Linked DNA regions of Mus musculus: region 2 is linked to region 1. Evidence: chromatin contacts called from public Micro-C data. All regions are on one chromosome and are shown on one strand. Each heading gives the region's core, a stretch centred on a gene start, on an enhancer-like site or on the middle of the called end of the contact. The rest is flanking DNA. Distances are from core to core; before and after follow the strand shown. Region 1 holds the start of Fam117b (family with sequence similarity 117, member B). Region 2 holds the start of Sumo1 (small ubiquitin-like modifier 1).

Region 1 (3,114 bases), core at 289-2,788:
TGAGGCTAACCTATCTACATGGTGAGTTACAGACCAGATGAGGCTACAGGGAGCCTGTTTCAAAACGCAAACAAAAAATAAAAAATAAACATAAAAAACCAAAGCAAAACAAAATGGGCAGGCCTTTAATCCCAGCACTAGGAAGGCAGAGGCAGGCAGATCAAGGCCAGCCTGGTCTACACTGCAAGTTCCAGGTCAGCCAGCGGTAGTGAGAGTGTTGGGGGGGGGGGGGTGCGGGAAGCAAAGAATAAGTCTAAGAGAAATAAAACCAGTATCTCAGAAACACACTCAGACCCTCAGGCTAGCTATCTACCATTTACGTATATGTGTAAACACATACATAGACCTATGCACACACCCCAAAGCAATCTTGCTTAACTTCTCCCTTCTTGCTACTCATTAAGTCTTACGAAATGCAAAAACTGCTCCCAGCTTCACAACTCTTCAATGATCCAAATCCGCCTTTGCTGATGCATTCAGTCCTCCAGATCCGAAACTGTTTTGTGGAACAGAAACACTAAGCAGCACACAAGTGCTATTTGCAAGCATTAACCGCGTCACCAAAAGTGACAGGACCAGCCCCAGCAGTAGCGACGCAAGGCCAAACCCCAGGGTTTATGATTTCCACAAATTGAGCCCAGGCCCAAGGTTAGCGGCCGCACCTCCACGGCGGAGACCCGCACGGGCAAGACGCAGGGGTGGCGGACCGCACGCCCCGCCCCGCCCCGCCCCGCCCCACCGGAGCGCTGCAGTCCCCACTCGGCGGCACAGGACCCCTGTCCTCCACGTACCTGCTTTGCACACCGGGGCGCTGGGGCTCCTCTTCTCCGCCGAGGGTCGGCCCTGCTCTGGGGACCTCCTCCGGTGGCGGACGCGGGCGGAGGGTGGGGCCGCAATCACCTCGCTCGGCCACAGGTGGGTGGGCGACGAACTGGGCGACGACACGGTGCCCAGCAGGGGCGGTGGCGGCTGCGGGCGCGGAGGACTGCTTCGGGCCCCAGGCGCCGTGCCGCGCGTGGGGCTGGTACCGCGCGTGGACGTCACGGACGCTCCCGTCTGCGTGGCCACCGTGGGGCTGGTACGCGCCGCCGCGCTGCCGCCGCCGCCGCGCGTGGGGCTGGTGCTGCGTGAGGCGGTGCGCGGGCCGCCACTGCCGCCGCCGCCCGAGGGGCCTGAGGCGCCTCCGTTGCCTCCGTTGTTGCCGCCGCCGCCGCCGCCCCGCGTGGGGCTGCCATGTTGCTGCTGCTGCTTCAGCTGGAACGGCACCGTCGCCCTCATGGGCTGCAGGCGGCTCCCAGGGCCCCCGGGCGGGCCGACCGCGCCACCCGCGAGGGCGCCGGCGGGCGTGGGAGACCCATTGCGCCTCACCCGCTGGGACATGGTCCCCCCGCCCCAGAGACGGCGGCCGGGGGTGCTGGGCGGCGGGGACCGGCTGCTCGGGGCCCGAGGGAAGGCCTGAGCCAGCGGGTGACGTAGCCTGACTTCAGGACCAGGGGGCGCGCGGGCAGCGACGGGCACCGACGAGGTGATGCAGCCGCCGCCGCGGCTCCTCATCAACAATAGTGTCTCCTCCGTTGTCCCCGCCCCCTGCCGCCGCTCATTGGTGTAGCGTCAGCGCGCTCGAGCCACTCGGCCTCGCTGATTGGCTGCGCGCATCTCGGCTCCCGAGGCTGCTTCTGCTCTTTAAAGAGAAAGAGGCCCGCCCCCGAGGGGTCGGGCGGCGGAGGAAACCGGCCGTGGCAGGAGGAGGGGTGCGGAGGGAACGCTTGTGGCTTGTGTAGAGGGATGCGGGGGTGGGGGGTGAGGGGGGGTTGCGTGCGTGTGCGGACGTGTGTGCGTGCGTGTGTGTGTGTGTACACGTGCGTGTACGTGTAGGCGCGCGCCCGGCCACGCGCGTCCCTGTTTCCCGCTGGAGGGAGCCCCTGGGACTCCGGGAATTTGGCCAAAGGGACGGACTGTACGGGACCACGGTGTCCCCGGGGATGGTCTGAACCGACTCTTTCCCTCTGAAACTCATTTCCTTACAGCAGTGGTGTCTGTAAGTTAACACGTACGCACATCTCTTTGGAGACTCCCCTCACCCCCGCCCCCCAATCTTTTTGTTCTGCCCTAATTCCATCTACCTATGAGCAGGGCTCTAAAATAAAAGAACTTTAATTCTAGGGTATTTTATATCTTTCTTCTCTTTTCTTTTTGGCGCTACAAAGATTCAAATATCAGAACGATTATATTTGCAGGTTAGAATGCAACTTTAGATGGTATCTGTGAAGTTCAGTTATCGAGTAGTGTTGCTACTAGCCCCCACCCTTATAGATCTCAAGTAATAAAGAATTTATTTAATCAGTTACTTTACAGTTCCCTTATACCTTAGAAAGATGCAAGTTTATAAAGTGCTGTGGCCTCCACTTGCTCCTCTCTATTTGAGACAGAACTGGGTGCACCACCCATATTTATTTATTTATTTATTTATTTATTTATTTATTTATTACATTTATGTATCTGGTTTGTGAATAAGCATGTGCATGCATGTAGAGGTCAAAGGACAGCCTGTTCTTTTCTAACATGTCTGTGCAGGGAATCAGACTCATGCATCAGACTGAGCCGTTTCATTGGCCCACCATTCATAGTTTAGTCTGGTGGAGAAAATAAGTCTCCATGGCTTTCATAAGAACTCTCTGAAAGGCAAGAAATTCTAAAGTAATCATAATACGCGGGTTCCTCTTCAATTAAAAAGTCGACATGCAGACTGCACGTGGCATCCTTAATCCCTTTATGGCTTTAATAGCTATACATTCTAAAAAGATCCCTTAACCAAGGCGTGGTGGTTCTGGTAACAGGTTCTAGGCCTCAAGCCCTATTGGGTTCCTGTAGAAAGCTGTTAGATAGGTTCCTAGGGTCCTGGAGACAGTCAGATCCCCCACATAGCCTGTGATCTCAGGTATGTCCATAAACAAGTTTCTTATTTGTAAGGTGCAGCTAAGCAATACCATCTGCTACAGACAGTTCTAAATATTAACCAAGGATTTGATGAGAAGAGGCTGTGCAGGAAGTTCTCAGAACTCCTTTTCTAGCAGTCTCTCTCCATTCATTCATTCATTCATTCATTCATCATTG
Region 2 (3,091 bases), core at 349-2,848, 240 kb after region 1:
ATAAAAAAACCTAAAACAGGGCTGGTGAGATGGCTCAGTGGGTAAGAGCACTGACTGCTCTTCCGAAGGTCCTGAGTTCAAATCCCAGCAACCACATGGCAGCTCACAACCATCTGTAATGAGATCTAATACCCTATTCTGGAGCATTTGAAGACAGCTACAGTGTACTTACAAATAATAATAAATAAGTCTTTGAGTCAGAGTGAGCAGGGACTGAGAGAGCAGGGTTGACTGGAGTGAGCGGAGCTGACTGGAGCAAGCAGAGATCCTAAATTCAATTCCCAACAACCACATGAAGGCTTGCAACCATCTGCAACATCTACAGTGTACTCATATACATAAAATAAATAAATAAATCTTAAAAAAAAAACCCTAAAACAGTCTTACATAAACACCGTTGAAACATTTTAATTTTGTATATGCAGTGAAATAGGGATTTAAATTCTTTCTCCTTTCGCATGTGAATGTTCAGTATTTTCATTAGTAATTATATTGTACCTACTAATTTTTAATTTTGTATGGGTGTTTTTGTCTGAATGTGTTTATGAACCGCATTCAGGCTTTGGCTTGGTGCTGAAAAAAGTATCTGATTCTTGGGACTAGAGTTACAGGCAGTTTTGAATGCATGCATGGGTGCTGGGACTCAGACTTGAGTCCTCTGGAAGAGTAGCCAGTGCTCTTTGACTACTGGGTCATTTATAGTTGGCTCATTACTATTTACAGAAAAGATTATTTTACTAATGTCTTGTTCTGTGAAGGGTTTTTGATTTAAGTTTTCATTTTTCCCCCTTTACTTATTATAACCTTAATCCTCCTTGAATGCTTGTGCAAGGTCACTGTATTCAAAGGAAGCAGTTTAGGTCTTTCTATGACACAAGGCAACTAGTTTATGCGTTGGAAGGCGCTCCTGCCTACAACTTCAAAACTTTCAGTAGCATTTTAGTTGTCTGTAGCCACCAAGACTTTGTTCTAGCTGGGGGTGTGGTGGCACTTGGGAGGCAGAGGCAAGAGGATCTCTACGAGTTGGAGGCCAGTCTGGTTGACATTGCAATGTTCTATAATAGCCAAGGCTATTAGTGAGACCCTGCCTCAAAACACAAGAACAAAAGATGTGTCCTGAAGGGTCGTCTTTTTGTGCCCCCTCATCTCCCCCGCCCCCAACAGGGTTCTATGTCCTGTCCTGGAACTCACTTTGTAGATGAAGATGGCCACGAACTCACAGAGATCCGGTAGCCTCTGCCTCTATCACCCGGAGTCACGAATGTGGCAACAGCAAGCATGAGGGGCCTATAAAAATACTATACGGGTAATTCACTATATTCAGTGAGGGTTGGTCCGGGCCTCAGAAGCGCGCAAGTCGTCCCACCGGGAGGAGCCTAAGCAGTCAGTTTGACCCCAGACATTCGGCCTGCAGGCAAAGCGCTGGTCTCCCTGAGGGCTGCGGCAGCGGGCCTGATTCTCCCTCCCTCCGAAGTCCTAGCAGTTCTCTTGCTCCAGGCAAGTAGTTTACAACCTGGAGGATTTTAGCCCCCGGCCTTCCTTACGGCGTTTTCCCGCTTCCTTTTCCCGTCTTCGCTAACTCGCCTCTGCGCGCAGCGGAAGTGACGCAAGACGTAGAGGAAGTCCCTGCAGCCGCGGTGTTGTGCTGTAGAGAAGGGACGGATTTGTAAACCTCAGAGTGAGGTTCTGCCTGCCGGAGGCCGCAGTGGTGCGGAGACCCCCGGGTGAATCCACGTCACCATGTCTGACCAGGTACCGGGCCGGGGCCTTAGGGCTCAGGGCCGTCGGCCGCGGGCTGGGGCCCTGGACTGAGGCGCGGGGGAGGGGGCGGCTGGAGAAGGGGGCTGCCCGTGGGGAGGGGGCCGCGAGGGACGCGGGGCGCCTGGCGGAGTCGGGCCAGGCCGCCTGGGACCCCGGGGCTCTGGGTTCCACGCGCCCTCCGCGCCCCTCTCCGAGGCCCCTACCCCCGCGCCACCCGGCGCCGGGGCTCTCTCGACGGCGCCCAGGTTTCTCGCGGGCTCGCAGGGGGCCCAGGCCCGCTCCCTTGTCCCCGAGAGCAAGCTGAGGGGAAAACGACCGTTTCCCTTCGGACGACGGATGGCAGAAACCAGGCCCTAGGCCCAGTTATGTAACGGGAGGGAAATCCCCGACTGGGAGGCTAGGTGGCCCTGAAAAGCAGCTCGACTCCACTTTGGGTTCTTGGTCCCGGAGAGTGGGGGGCGGCCGGGGAGCCGTGTCTGAGGTGACTGGGAGCCCAGAGGACGCTGCTTTTCCGTTGTGTTTGCCTGGAGGGTCCGTCCATCTCTGCACACCTCAGTCTTTTTTTTTTTTTTTTCCTTCCGGGGGTGCGGAACGGTCCGCTCTTTCGCTGTACTTTCCATTTCTTACTCGGGATTGGTCCATCAACTCTCCAGTTCTCAGAGCGCTCAGAATAACCGAGAAACAGCAAACTGTGTATGGAGTGCCACCACCAACAAGCCATTTCGTCTGGGCTTTAACCAGCAGATGCTTGGCACTTTAAAAAAAAATATAGCACGTTTTTTGTTCTTTGATAATCAGATGACGCATTTAGATTATATGCACCCCCAAACCTCTCTTCCAGAAGTTTCTGAACTAATTTTCGAAGAAATAGAGAAAAAAAAAGTTATCCGTGTTGTACAATTGCAGAATATTTGCAGAAAGCTGTCAATTAGTAGTAAAACAGTGTGTCTCGGTTTTGGAATCAAGGATTTGCATGGTATTTGCCTTCAAATAGGAGTGACTCCTTGCCACCTAAATTTTTCTTCATCCTATTTTAGTTACTACCTTTGTGGCTAGTTTTTATATACATAAGGTTTTGGTCTGACTTTGCTTTGGTTTGCTCAGATGACTTAATTTTCAGAGTATTTTTTTTTTAACTTTTTCTTCTTTTGTGATAATTATTCAGTAAACTTTTTCATTCAACTTCACAATGTAGTTGGACTTTTTTAAAAAAAAAATTTGTTGTTGTTGTTTGAGACACGGATTTTCTGTGTAGCCTTGGCTTTCTAGGAACACTCTGTAGACCAGGCTGGCCTCCAATTTATAGAGATCGGCCTGTTTCTGTCTCCTG

Evidence for each region. Hi-C and Micro-C count contacts between places; a contact is called where the count stands out from the background.
Region 2: a contact with region 1 is called in a Micro-C map of embryonic stem cells, with 2.8 times the contacts expected there. The contact joins the promoter of Sumo1 here to the promoter of Fam117b in region 1. A contact is called at or near these places in 2 of 39 promoter capture datasets (erythroid cells and pre-B cells), 2 of 484 Hi-C or Micro-C datasets (embryonic stem cells and natural killer cells) and 1 of 115 datasets of contacts at active chromatin or transcription factors (memory CD8 T cells).

Annotation. Positions count from the first base shown.
Region 1 is chr1:59,911,430-59,914,543 of GRCm38.p6, reverse strand. It overlaps Fam117b (family with sequence similarity 117, member B), which reads right to left and starts at 1,538. Exons shown (of 8, transcript NM_001037725.3): 1 at 792-1,538. The coding sequence starts at 1,380.
Region 2 is chr1:59,669,341-59,672,431 of GRCm38.p6, reverse strand. It overlaps Sumo1 (small ubiquitin-like modifier 1), which reads left to right and starts at 1,598. Exons shown (of 5, transcript NM_009460.2): 1 at 1,598-1,752. The coding sequence starts at 1,741.